Regions from separate parts of the Gossypium hirsutum genome. Here region 2 is linked to region 1. The links are chromatin contacts, called in public Hi-C maps. All regions are on one chromosome and are shown on one strand. The core of a region is the stretch at or near the end of the contact, and the rest is flanking DNA. Distances in the headings are between cores, read along the strand shown.

Region 1 (6,682 bases), core at 850-3,349:
AGAACTAATTTACATTCAGTTTCATATTTCATATGATAATTCATCAACAATATCATATATTAATAACTTGAATTTGATCAATTCATGAACCTTAGGTTCATGCTTTCAAATCTCACAATTCGACTAACAATTTCTTTCTTATCCTTTGAGTCGTACGATCAATCAAATTTATTCAATTCTCACATTTCGATTATTCACCCTATTAACAAACCCAAACCTTGGCGAATACATTGATTCCAACCAAACACACCAGTACAACACTTTGTGCCTAAAACGGTACTCAGTACCTAATCAATATATCAGAAACAGTATACAATACATAAAGTGCCTGAAACGACACACGTGGTGCCTAATACGACACATATAGTGCCTGATCGACAAAGCCGATAAATTCCCGTACTCTTCCAATCCTATGGCATGCCAACTATATCCGACTAAGCCCGATTAGTTAATAGGGTATTCAAATCACTTTCTCAATTTCAATTTCACTTTCAATGTACAATTCAATTCGATACACTTTTCCACTTTCCAACAATATACTATCAAATATTCATACATAATCATACTTCATCTCGATTTCATTCATTTCAATACTGATGCCTACCTTAAAATTTTACTTACCATACACATAAATTTAAATATAACATTTAATAAATAGTAGTTTGAATTATAGTAATACAAACCGTGAATTTCTCGTTTTAGTCCTCAATAGCCTTCTCCTTTCCTTTGTGTACTGATGCCTCGGGTTCTTTGTTAGTTATGAAAATAATAATAATTTTTCATTATTAATACAACACTAATTTACAATAATTAATTGAATTTCTTTTCAATTTAAACCCTAATTCCAATTTAATCCTAATTAACTCATTTACTTTTCTAACTCAATTTACACTTCATTTGTACTTAATATCTTTCCATATTCAACTTGACTATTCAATGTTCATATTAAAACCATAATTTTAAACTTCTTTCAATTTAATCCCTACTATGTAAAACTTATAACCTAGTTTACAATTTTAATTCTTTAATCAATTCTAACTTGAAATTCATTCAATTAAACCCGTAATTCATTATTTTGTTCAACATGAACTATATTCAAAAACCTAAGAACTTTTAAAACTTCAACCTAATTTTTGTTCTAAAGCTTCTAAAACATCAAAATTAAGAGAAAAGGACTTAATTGACTTACCTTTTAAAGCTTTAAAACCTTAAACCCTAAATTTTCCTTTTCTTTTTCTTTTCTTCTTTCCTTTCTCCCTGTTTCGAAAGCTTCTGTTTCTTTTTCCCTTTTGTTTCTTTTGTTATTTTACTTTATTATATATATATTAGTTAATAATATTAATAATAATACATTATAATAATATAATATAATAATAATATTTAATTCATAAATATCTTTTACTTAAATTTTAAGTAAATAAATAATTATAATACAAGTGTATATATATATTATTACACTTGTACCATCTTATCACCATACACTTGTCTAAATTTATTTTATTTCATAATATAATAATATTAATAATAATATTTAAATAGAAAACCATAATAATATTTAATAATTATAATTATAATAATAAATTAATAACAAAATCTCAAGATTTAATACTCATTAACCCCCTCATTCTAAGAAATTAGTCTAATTGCTTATTTATCCCCTTAAGTTTTTCTTTAATCTATAATTAAACTTTTACCCTTTATTCAATTTAATCCTTTTTCGCAATTACTCTTAATTAAGCTAAATTCACCTAATTAAAACTTAATTAAGCTCACTACTAGACTCATAAATATTTCTAATAATTATTTACGAACCCATTTCATTAAGACGGATGCCTGACAATGTACTTTTCTGATGCCCGTGAATTTTGGGTCAATACACCTCAACCAGCGAATCACTTACAGCATGTCCACCAGCTTCAATAATTTTGGTCTGAGCCTCTACTTGTTCTGATCCAATGACCACCCCCATATGCAACCCAAGCTTCAATTGGATTTTTTCATTATCAACCGAAATCTGCCTAGGGTTTTTAATCAGTATTGGGTTCTGTTTTCCAGACCTAGATACACTATCCTAGCCTAACGCCTTCTTGCCCAAAGATTCTTCACACGTTGGTCCAAAATTTGACACCATATGCGACCCATACCTCAACTGGATTTTTTCATTAGCAACCGAAATCTACCCAATTGTTGGGTTTTATTTTCCAGACCCAGATACACTGTCCTGGCCTAGTGCCTTCTTACCTAAAGATTCCTCACCCGTTGGCCCAAAATTTGACTACAGCTTTTTGTCATTTAAAGATTTCAAAAATCTCCCTTCTCGAACCTAGTCCCCATAAAATCAGCTTCCTTTTCCTTCAATCTCATAGAATCTTTACCCAGTAGATTCATCGTCGTTAATCTAGAACCTGCCAAAATTTCCTCTGTATTTTTTGTATTTTGGATTTTGTTGTCTGCCTGGTTGCACCTAGACTTGCACTCAACGACCATCCAGGGATCGAAAGCTTCCTCCGTCATCGCCAGAGTTGGTTTAATCTCCACCGAGTTCGAAGCTTCTCCTTTTCCATCATCATTGCTCCGACCAGTAAAAAAAAAGGACAAATTTTTTAGATGCCCGTATTTGCCACAGGTAAAACATATCGCGGGTAAAGCCTCAAACTCCACCCTTTGAACCCTCTCGTTAATCATAACTTACGAGATAAGTGGTTTTTCTAGACCGAAAAACATCGCCATCTTGCTAAACTGACCTCTTGCTCCAATGTTTTTCTTGATATCTAACTTTTCCACTTTTTTTAACCAAACTTTCGATCTCCTCCAAAACGTATTTTTTGTATAGAAATCCCAGTAAACCAGGGAAATGGATCCAAGCCAGCAACATGCTTCGGAAAGGTCTCAACGGGTTGAAATGTTAGAGTATGCCCAAAACCAATCATGATATTATTGTAATCACATGCTTGTTTTACCTTATTTATTAATACGAGGTATTTCCATTATTATTTCAATTTCTTTTTGTGTATATAAATAAATTGAATTGTAATAAAGTCCTAAGAAAATATAATTATTCTTAAAAGGTCCTTAGTCAAGTATTATTGTGGGCTTGAATAACAATAATGCATTGAGAATAATGTGTAGTTGATTGATGACAAAAAGTTGTCATTGACATAGGGATGTCAAAATCAATACATGAGTATGTATTAGAGAACAACATATTGGACTGATCTGCTATGAGTATGTTTTTTGAATTATTATGTAATAGTCACAATATTACTCATAGTGATAACTATGTATATGATCCTTAGAATTGAGATCATCACTGTCCCAACATTATGAGTCATATATTTTGATACAATCAAAAAATGTCTATCGTAACAAGTTGTACTATAAAGACTGATGTTCGATATACCACAATCCATGTAATGATATGGTTGATCAAGATAGGATTTATCTCTCCTACATAATGGGAGCAATATCTTAGGTCTCTTGATGGAATGAGACTATAAATGAATGGTCATGCTCGAATAAGTTGATATGAGATATCACACTTATTTGTTTATAGTAGTTTGCTCAAAAAATCAAGAAATATGATATTGGACTAGACAAGTGTGACTATTCCATGACTTGTGTCTAATCTAGATATTAAGGATAAAAGGATATAATATATGAAAAGATTATCAAAGAAAGGTTGTGTCGAATCACGACTTCTTCTAACTTGGGTGGCAATGATGCATTGCTAGATGCCACTCATTGCTTGTAATATTATAAACGTTCCAATATTAGTACGAGCGTTATAAGAGCCTACAGGGTCACACCCTATAATTGAAATGAACAGAATCCAAATACATTTGGTATTGTATTTAGTTGTCACACGAATTAAATTAATTGTTGAATTAATTTAATTTGATAATTAAATATTAAACACATCATATGTACAAACTTGTTGTACACAAATAGAGAACATAGATAAAATTAATATATGTATTTGATTCATACAAAATACTAATTGTATATATTTTATCGAATTTATTAATATAAACAGTTATATTAATTAATTTCAGTCAAATTATAAAAGACATTAAAATTAATATTCTTTTGGAAAGAATATAATTAATATATAAATTTGATTCATACAAAATATAATTTTATATATTTTATCAAATTTATTAATATAAACAGTTATATTAATTAATTTTGGTCAAAATATAACAGACATGTAAATTAATATTCTTTTGGAAAGAATATAATTAATATATGAATTTGATTCATACAAAATATTAATTGTATATATTTTATCAAATTTATTAATATAAACAGTTATATTAATTAATTTCGGTCAAAATATACAATACATGAAAATTAATATTATTTTGGAAAGAATATAATTCTTTTTTCTAACTTTTCATTTGCCTTCTCTATTAATAAGGGAATAATTCTGATTTTCCTTTTTAATATGTGATATCAAAGAGGATAAAAGGAAGATAATCCCTTAGTGTATGAAGGTTACCTACTTAATAATTTAAAAGGTCTAGCAACCATTTCTAATTCTCTATGAAAAAGTTCAAGAGAAAGTGGTTGTTTGTTTTTTATGGTGTGGACTACGTAGAGGCCGAGATGTTTTCGTTGTGGCTTGGAATCGATATTGAATCAACAACATCCTCAACGTTTTCAATAAAGAAGGTATATTTTTAACCCTATTTCAACCCGACTCATTCCTCGTCCATAGATCCTTGGCTGTGGATCGTTAGAATATTTTTTTCCACTGCGCCACGGGGTGTACCAGCGGTCCCAACATGAAATCCACCATCCAGGGCTGTACTGTAAGATAGTATCCAAACACTATCCATGGACCTTGAGTCAGAGCCATACCGTAATCAACCTTGTTTTGAAATCGGACTAAATAATAGCCATTTTCCACGTCCATTAGTCGAAAATTTTGGGAGGGTTTCCAGAGACTGGAAATTTGATTATAGAGGACGCCATATCCTATATTACACCCCAAAAGTTTGAAGACGATAGTAGTCTCCATATCCTTTACCAGTATCCTTTTGAATCGTTCCGAGAAGTCGATGGCAAGGATTTTGTTCAGGGTGGATCTAAGAATGTCCCCATCTTCAAACTTTAGATCTAAATCAGGAGAATCAACCGAGATCGTGGGTGAGGCCGAAGAACCAGTACTTTCCCTGCCCAATAACTTATCTTTCCATGAAACTCTACTCACTGGAGCCAATTTAAAATTTATTTTCTTTTTAATTTTTTGTTCTCTTCTCTCCTTTCACTTTTTCGCTTAACCAAGTGTAGCCTTAAGGTGGAAAAGTGAAGGGATGGAAGAAGAGAGTGGAAAAGTAAAAAGAAAATAAATTTTGAGTGTGTTTAACAGTGGAGAAAAGTGAGAACAACAAAAATAAAAGAGATGATCAGTTTTTTAACTTAATGCATAAAAATCAATTCTTCCAATTTAAAATGATGAGAGAAGGGAAAGCGAGATAGGAGTGTATATTAGTTCAAAATTATATATTTTTTATATGTTCAGTTTTCTTTCATTTCAATTTTTGACTCTACTAAACAATGGATGTGTTTTTATTTTTTCTACATTTCCTACTAAGTATGCTTATGAAAAGAAATATTTTCATCATTCTATTTTTCTACCCACTAATTTTTCATTTTTTCAATTTTTTTTACTCTATTAAGGATGGGTTTGGATGGGCGGTGTGTTTACTGCGGTTAGTGTAAAAACAGCGGTGATGATGAAATTAAATACTATAGTATGAGACAAAAAGTTTGAAGGTTCGTTCAAAAATTGTGAAGGTTTAAGCAAAAATATAAATTCGAAAAATGGGCTTTGACAAAAAATAAGGTCCGTTTTTTAAATGAGTTGAGCCTCGGGTAGGATTTTTTGACCTGGGCCTAACCCAAATCAACTGTTTTGTTGTTATTTTGCTACTGTTTCGTTGTTGTTTTACTACTATTTTGTTATTATATTGTTATTGTTTGGATATTATATACCTCTCGTTTTATTGTTAATTTTGCTACTATTTTAGAGGTATTTGTTTGTTAAGTTGCAATTATCTTAATGTCATTTAAGTATAAATATTTTTTAATGTATTTTCAATTTTTTGAGAAACATTTATTTTAATATTTTTAGTGTATTTCATATATTATATGTTTTAATTTTTTTACATAAAAGAATAATTTAAAAAATAATATTGGCCTTGGACAAAATTTTAAACTTATTTTTCGAACAAAGACGGACCCGAACCTAGAAAATGGACCTAAAATTTTAAGCCAACCTGAGCCATGATCAAGTATACTAATAAATATTTTTTATTCATTATAAGCTTAATAAAACTCCAACTTTAATCTTTCAAGTTAATGTATAATAATTTCGCCATTTCCCTAATCATAATCCCTTCCAAACTAAAGATATAAACATTGTATTATTGTTTAAAAACAATATATATAACTCATATAATCGAAAAATAATTAAAAATTATATCTTAATTATGTAAAAGAATATAATATTTAAGCAAAATGTTGACAGTAAAAAGTCCATAAGAAGAGGGGTGAGCCAGAGGAAAAGAAAAGTAGAAGGTCCCACTTTAGAAGGTCGAGCTTATGATTATGAATCGAGTTGTGTAGTTTGTGGGATTGACATTTGGGCTATATCAGCTTTCACTTTTCTTTTTCTCAG
Region 2 (7,666 bases), core at 5,079-7,578, 57 kb before region 1:
ACCTAAGTTATAAGGGGTACATTAAGAAAGTTCTTTGCAGATTCAATATGCAGAATGCTAAGCTTGTTAGTACTCCTTTAGCAGCCCATTTCATACTTTCATCGGCTTTGTCTCCATAATCAGATGATGAGATTGAGTACATGTCACATGTTACATACTCTAGTGCAGTGGGATCTCTCATGTATACTATGGTTTGTTCACGTCCAGATTTGTTATATGCAGTCAGTGTAGTTAGCAGATATATGGCGAATCCCGGTAAAGAATATTGGAAAGTAGTTCAATGGATTTTAAGATACTTATGAGGTACTACTAAAGTTTGCTTACAGTTTGGAAGAACCAGAGATGGGGTCATTGGGTATGTTGATGCTGATTTTGCTGGAGACCTTGATAGAAAAAGATCTCTCACAGGTTATGTCTTTAAAATCGGAGGTTGTGCAATCAGTTGGAAAGTCACTTTGCAAACTACAGTTGCTTTGTCTACCACTGAATCTGAGTACATGGAGATTACTGAGGCTTGTAAAGAAGCTATTTGGTTGAAGGGACTATTTAGTGAACTCAATGAAGACCTTCAAATCAATACAGTATTTTGTGACAGTCAGAGTGTCATCTTCCTTACAAAAGATCAAATGTTTTATGAGAGAACAAAACACATTGATGTTCGGTATCATTTTGTTCATGATATTATTGCTCGTGGTGATATTGTTGTAAGCAAAATTAGTACTCATGAAAATCCTGCAGATATGATGACTAAGTTACTTCCTATAACCAAGTTTGAGCATTGCTTAGACTTGGTTGGTGTTCATTGTTAAAGTTAAACCCTTAAGGGGTTTTATGGAAGAGGTGGAGAACTTGTTCATTGGGAGTTCGCGAGGAAGAACTTGTTCATTAAGAATTCGTGTCAAGGTAAATATTGTTAGAATTAAGTGACCTGAATCCTTATTTAAATAAAATATAGTGGTAAAATAAAATAAAAATAAAATCTCTATAGAATTATACTTCTTTTATTTTATTTTAGAACAAGGTTTTTTAAACCTTACTAAACTACATCTATTTGATATTGATTAGAATAAGGTGTTTCAATCTTACTACACTCCTATTAGAATATGGTTTTACAAGCCTATAAATAGATATAATCTACTCCTCTTGTAATCATTCGATTTCGACATAGTGAATTTTTTTCTCCTTTGCCCATGGTTTTTCCCAAAAGAGTTTCTACGTAAAAATCTGTGTGTTCTTTATTTTTATTACTCTTTTCTTTGTGATATATTGTTATTACCGACATTCTATTTTTTACAGTGACAAAATAAGGAGATCTATAGGAGTGAGAGGTCGAAGCCCGCCACAAATCCGTATTAAGCACAAAACTGGATTAGGATTGGGACCGCGGTACGTACCATATTGCACAAAGTTGAGTCCATATATAACTATACTTCTACTATTGGATTTGATTAGAACATAATTTTTCAACCCTTAAATAGATGTAGTCGAAACTCCTTCTATATCATCAGTTTTTCAAAGTTAGTGAATTTTTTCTCCTCTGCCTGTAGTTTTTTCTCGAAAAAATTTCCACGTAAAATCTGTGTATTCTTATTTTTCTTATTTTTATTGCTTTGCGATCATTCTATTGTCATTATCGACATTAATTATCACATATAACACTTTAGGGTGCCTTTGGATGGACGATATGTTTACCTTCGATAAGGTTAAAAACAGTAATAATTGTGAGATTAGTTACAAAGCTGTGAAGTAAAAGATTCCACTATATCACAACCGCCATTTATCCAAAAGACCTTGGTTTAACAAGTGATCTAATCACTAAGAGTAAGGTGCATTAAATGAAATTGAAGATTTTTAAAATTTGATTATGAATTTAAAATTTTAAAAAATATAAACATTTAAAAATTTTGTATAAATTAATACATAACATCAACACTCATTAAACCAGCATATGATATGGTTAAGTGTAAGACTATTAAAATAGTAACTAAATAAATATAATCCTTAAACACATACAAATTTTCATAAAGCTAATTATATTATTAGTATTAAATCAATATCGATTTATACAAGCTAAATCTTCTAATTGATAACTAAGTCAAATAATGAACTTTAATTTATTTAGTTTTCATTATCAATATATTTATTTTTAGTCAAAATTTTACCACCATTTTGTACATTTTTATAAATATTATATTTTTTAATGCATACCATTAATTTGCAATCTTGCATATGGTTAGGGAATAAAACATAATTTACTTTATAAAAATAAAAGCTACTTTTTGGTATTGATGTCAGGACAACACAATAGTAAAATATAAGATGAACACAAACACAAACTATACAATAATCACACTAACAACAATAATTTTTAAATAAAAATGTTAATTTCTAATATATATTTAAGAAATACAAGATAATAAGCACAATAAAAACTTAATATTGCATAAAGAATTAAAGGTCAAATTCTGCTATTATACCATGTGTTTTGTGTAAATTGTGAATTTAGTACTTGTACACTAATTTTATCAATTTTAGTCCATATACTTTTCGGATTTTGAAATTTTAATCCTGACTCAATGGTAACAGTTAAATTTATTTGGTTAACTTATGTTATTAGCCCTATATTATGTGTAAAGTTATAGATTTAGTCCTTGTTCACCAATTTGATCATTCTTAGTTGCTATATTTTGTGAATTTCAAAATTTTAATATTAATGCAAACGACAGATGTTAGATCTATTAACTAATCTTTTGTGAGCAATATATGAAAATAACAAACAAACATAGCATTACACATTGAAAATTATGTTTGACACATCAAATTTAAAAAAAAACATTACTTTATGAATTTAATAGTTATAATATTTGTTAGGACTAAAGTTTTCAAATTCTAAAAGTATAGGGACAAAAAATGATCAAATTAAAATACAACTACTAAATCCATAACTAATGCAAAGTACAAAGTCTAATAATAGAATTTGGCCAAATTAAAAACCCAAAAAGCCACAATTCTTTATTTTAGGAAATAATCATTAAAACTTAAAAAAGAAAAGAAGAATTGTTACTAAATTAAACAACAGGAAAAATGATAAATTTGTAAGAAAATATAACAAATAATGAATTTTGGATTTTAGTAAGTTTTTTTTTTTTCAAATTGTTCTGTGGAATCAAATACTTAATTTTTTTTTATGAAGTAATTTTTCCTGGGGTCAATTGACTCCATCTTTCATGTACCTTCACCACTGTACTTCGTTGGATGAATCTAGGAGTTCTTGAAAAGTTTCCTTTCAAGGAGCTACCATTTTTCACTTTGTAAAATTATTATTTTTTAAAATTTTTAACTTTTACATTATTTTATATTTTTGGTAATTTTCAATATTGAATTTTTATTGTCTTTTTAGATTTTTTTTAGAGAAACATTTTTAGTAAAAGGACCTAAGTAATTTCTCTCAATTTCGAAGCAAATTGGTCTCTCTCAAAATAATAAGAGTAATTTAATCCCTTTTAATTTTAAAAGTGAATAACTAAATATAATTAATTTTGACGTTAATAGTTTTCGTCAATTATAAATGTTTTTAATTAGCTTATCAACAAATTTAACTCAGATATTTTATCAATATGGTTTTAGTAAGCCTCTCGACTCTCTAACTTGGTTTCCAAAAAAATGAATAATTCTTCAGAATTGTCTCATAGAGATTGGGAAATCGAGAAATTGTCAAAAGTAGCATTCTTAATGTTTTTTAGTTGGTTATTTCATTTTTTTTTCCATTTTTGCTACTTTGTAATAATTCTTTGTAAATACGTTTCAAGTAATTTCCATATTTAGGTTATATGGACTTGTATATGTTGGGTTAAATATCCAATGGGTATGCCGCCCATTCTTGTGCCTTGTTTTATTTTTGTAGGCCGAATTGAGTGAAGATTCAAGGGACCAATCCAAGAGATTTTGGGCAACATAGCAAGAGGAAATTCCGCCTAGGATCTTTCATAGTTTAGAAGAAAGTAAGAGCTTTGATTTAATTAAAGGGATAATATAATTTTTGGTATTTGTATTTTTTTATCCACTTTGTACTTAAATTTGACAACTAGGTCCGCTTTGATTCTTGAACTTGAAAAATATAAAAGTTTGGTGCTGTGACACTCTGAGATTGTTTCACATCATCACTTAAAATCTAATATATATATATATAACTTCAGGTGATGATGTGGTATAATCTCAAAGTGTCACATTTAGTGTTCTAATAAGACAGTTGGTTCTCGATTCAACTAGTTCGATCAATTCGACCTTCAACCAATAATAATTAATTAATTAATTAAAAATTCATTACAATCTAAAAAAATAGAAATATAAAAAATTTATTAAATCGGATCAACTTGTTTAGTTGTTGATTTTTATCCCGATTTTAATTTTTACCAATTTCAAGCGGTTTACAAGTCAATCGGCTCAACCGTTTTGTTCGAGCAATTATATCAATTGGTTCTCAATTTGTCCGATTCGATCATTTTCTAGTAACACTAGTCACATCATCAAATCTTGACAGAATCTAAATTTAAAAATCGAAATGAATCTAATTGTCAAATTCAAGAATCAAAATAAAAAAAGAATACAAATACCAAAATAGACTAAATTGTCAAATTTAAGGGGGAAAATTTATATTTAGGAACAAAGAAATTTAATAAAGCTATCTCTATTCATGGTTGGATGGATATTACCCTATTTATCATCTTTTTAATTCATTTATGGTGTAAATAAGTTATTTATGTTAAATAATTAGTATATTAAATCTACTATATAATTTTGGCTTATTAATAAAGGGTTAGGACTTAAAAAATATTCTCTTAATTTTTTAAAAAAGAAATTTTATTTCCAAAGTTTATAAAAATTATAAAATTTTTAGATTTTAAAATTCAAAAATAAACTTCAAAAGAGTTGCATAAGGAAATGTGGTTCCATCATTAGCATTTTGGAGCAAGTATTCCAAAGGTTTGGGCGTACAACAACATTCCGCAGCAACCCTTTCATCCTTCGCCCCATTGCAACATCAATAAGCCTTTTACTTCTCTTTTGTTTTCATTTTAGTGTAATCTAATTATCACAATTTTTTATTCAAGACTTAAAATAATAAAAAATTACAATTTAAGTACTCACGTTACATAGTTTGATCATTTTGGTCACTTCTGTTAAAATTACAAACGGTAAGCTAAAGATTAGTATAATAACAAATTTAGTCCTCAACTTTTACATCTTATATCAATTTAGTCATAATTTTAAAAAATTAACCCTAAAAAATTACAAATTGTCTCAATTTGATCCTAATTCTAAAAAATTTAAAAAAATATAAAAATACATAAATATTTTCAAAAAAATATAATAATAAATTTAAAATATATATAAATAAATAAAAACACATAAATCTTGTCTTCAATCTTCAATTCTCATTTCTTATTATTTGATCTAGATCTTGAGATTTTGCATCATTATTATTGAAGTCCTTTTCCATTTTTTAATTTTCAAAATTTATATTAATATAATTGCAAGTAGTTAATAATAGGTTAAAATATTGAAATATTGAAATTTATTCCTTGTATTTTTATTTTTAAGAAATTAATTTTTATATTTTTTAAATTTCAAAATTCAGATTCAACTGATAATATTAAATTTTTTTTATAAATTTATTGATATGACATTGAATTCAGTAAATGTACTTGTAAAGACCTTATATTATAGCAAGTGAATCAAATTAATCCTTATATTATTAAATAAATCAATTTAATTGTTGTAATATTTAAAAAATATAAATAAGAAGAATTTTTAACATTGTCAAATTCTCCTGTTTACAAAAGTGACATGAAAATTTTGTTTTTCTTTTTATTTTAATGATGAAATTTTAATTTATAAAATTTGAACACGTGATTCAATGAAATAAAGGGAAAAAGGAAAACGGGTACATTCACTCCAAGAATGGCATTCCGCTGAAAATTTTACCATGATGCTATTAGAGTAACCCCAAAATCCGAAGAGTCCTAACCCCTCAAATTTGAGAAACACCCAAATTCGATCCTTTTTCCCATTCAACAAAAAATTCCGAAAGCTGAATCGTGACCCATTCTTTATTCTGAAACTGGGTAAGTAATTAACATTCTTCAATTTTGATAAGGGAGGAAATCGAACAAAAGATTTTGCCAGAGAAGAGGAAAAGAGAGAGAGGAAGATGAGAGATGTGCAAAATCAATTCCAAAATTTGCTTAACAGTTTTCCCTCATGGATGGTGCTTAAGAGGGAAAGTAATGGTTTCTGAAACAGTCTGGTCAGTTGTTACTAACAGCTGCCTTAAACGCACCGTTTCATTGAACGGTATAACCTCAAAATGAATCGTTTTGAACATGACTCAGACCCTAGCTACGACACACCGTTTCAAGTTTTTAACGCCAAAACGTAGCGTTTTAACAATTGCACTAATTAAAATAATAACAAAAATAACAGAATTTCAAACACTTGATCTTTGTTGCATTCTTCCATTATAATTACTCCCCTCCTTGAACCAGATCATTGTCCTCAAGGATCGAATGTTGAATATTTTTGTTGAATGTCTTATAAGTTCTCCCCAGTGGAGTATGATAACAAGTTAATTTTGTGCTTTTTAATGTATTCATTTTTAGCTAATTTTTTAATAAAATGCTATTAAATTTGTGTCTTTCTTATCAGGGATGAAATTGAAATATTGAAATTCAAAATCAAACAAAATGAGCTAAATTGGAACGAAAAAACAAAGAGGAGGGCCAAGTTGAAGAATTGAAGAATTAGTGGTTGACTGGTTAAAATCAAATTTTTATTTTGAAATTGTCAAAATTCTATGAATAGTATGAATTGATTTTTAGTTGATATTTTTTAGGAAAACAAAATCTTACTAAATTTAGCATGAGGAATGTATATATATACTTAGTGTTGGTGGCCTTTGAAAACACACTGGAATACATTTGGAAATTGAATGCAATTTCTTTCTTTCTTTTCTTTCACGCATCAAAGCTAATGTGCAGGCATTCTGCCATTCTTTTTTCATTTCATTATTTTGGTTAAATTACTTCTTAAGTCCCTTTCCCTTTCCACCTTTCACTATTTTCATTTAAAATCATTTCCATACATCAACTAGCATGATTAATCTCATGCTTTACTAAGTCTCGTTTAGCTTTAGCCCGGTTATCGCTCCAACAAAATATCGTGAGATATGAACCTCTACTAAAAAACTTTTCAACACGGTATTTGCTATCTCTTTAGTATATGAAATAATACATATTCATCACTTAAAGTTCATTCAATTTCAATTCAAAAAGTGGGCGTTGGGTTGGAGTTGTTTGGCGTACAGTTGGAAAAACGAGTCGGTCTGTAATGGCCTAAATTTTCAGTGGTGTTAGAATGGTGATTCGAGATCACTAAATCTGACAAATGAGTAGAAAATATTATTAATTTAGTGAGTATAAATTAAATGGGAAGTTAGGAAAATTTTTGAAATAGTGAATAGTGTACTAGGAATAAATATTAAAATAGAGTGTCATTGAGTTGGTATTAAAGTTTCGTTAGAAAATTCTAAAGTTTGGGTGTTCAATTAATTAAAAAAGACTAAACTGAAAATAATGTAAAATTTGTTAAAAGTGATTAAATAGCTTAA

The links. Hi-C and Micro-C count contacts between places; a contact is called where the count stands out from the background.
Region 2: a Hi-C map of leaf shows a contact between it and region 1, with 2.5 times the contacts expected there. The contact joins two enhancer-like sites. A contact is called at or near these places in 12 of 34 Hi-C or Micro-C datasets (anther, callus, hypocotyl and 2 more).

Annotation. Positions count from the first base shown.
Region 1 is chrD02:13,925,473-13,932,154 of Gossypium_hirsutum_v2.1, reverse strand. No RefSeq gene overlaps it. Among protein-coding and RNA genes, the nearest start is that of LOC121214520, 9.6 kb to the right of the region's middle. Within about 2 kb of position 2,099, at least 9 of the 9 cell types and tissues checked have an H3K27ac peak or open chromatin away from gene starts, as enhancers often do. A contact at or near this core is called in hypocotyl and leaf, where this site is marked.
Region 2 is chrD02:13,986,138-13,993,803 of Gossypium_hirsutum_v2.1, reverse strand. No RefSeq gene overlaps it. Among protein-coding and RNA genes, the nearest start is that of LOC107910586, 24 kb to the left of the region's middle. Within about 2 kb of position 6,328, at least 9 of the 9 cell types and tissues checked have an H3K27ac peak or open chromatin away from gene starts, as enhancers often do. A contact at or near this core is called in hypocotyl and leaf, where this site is marked.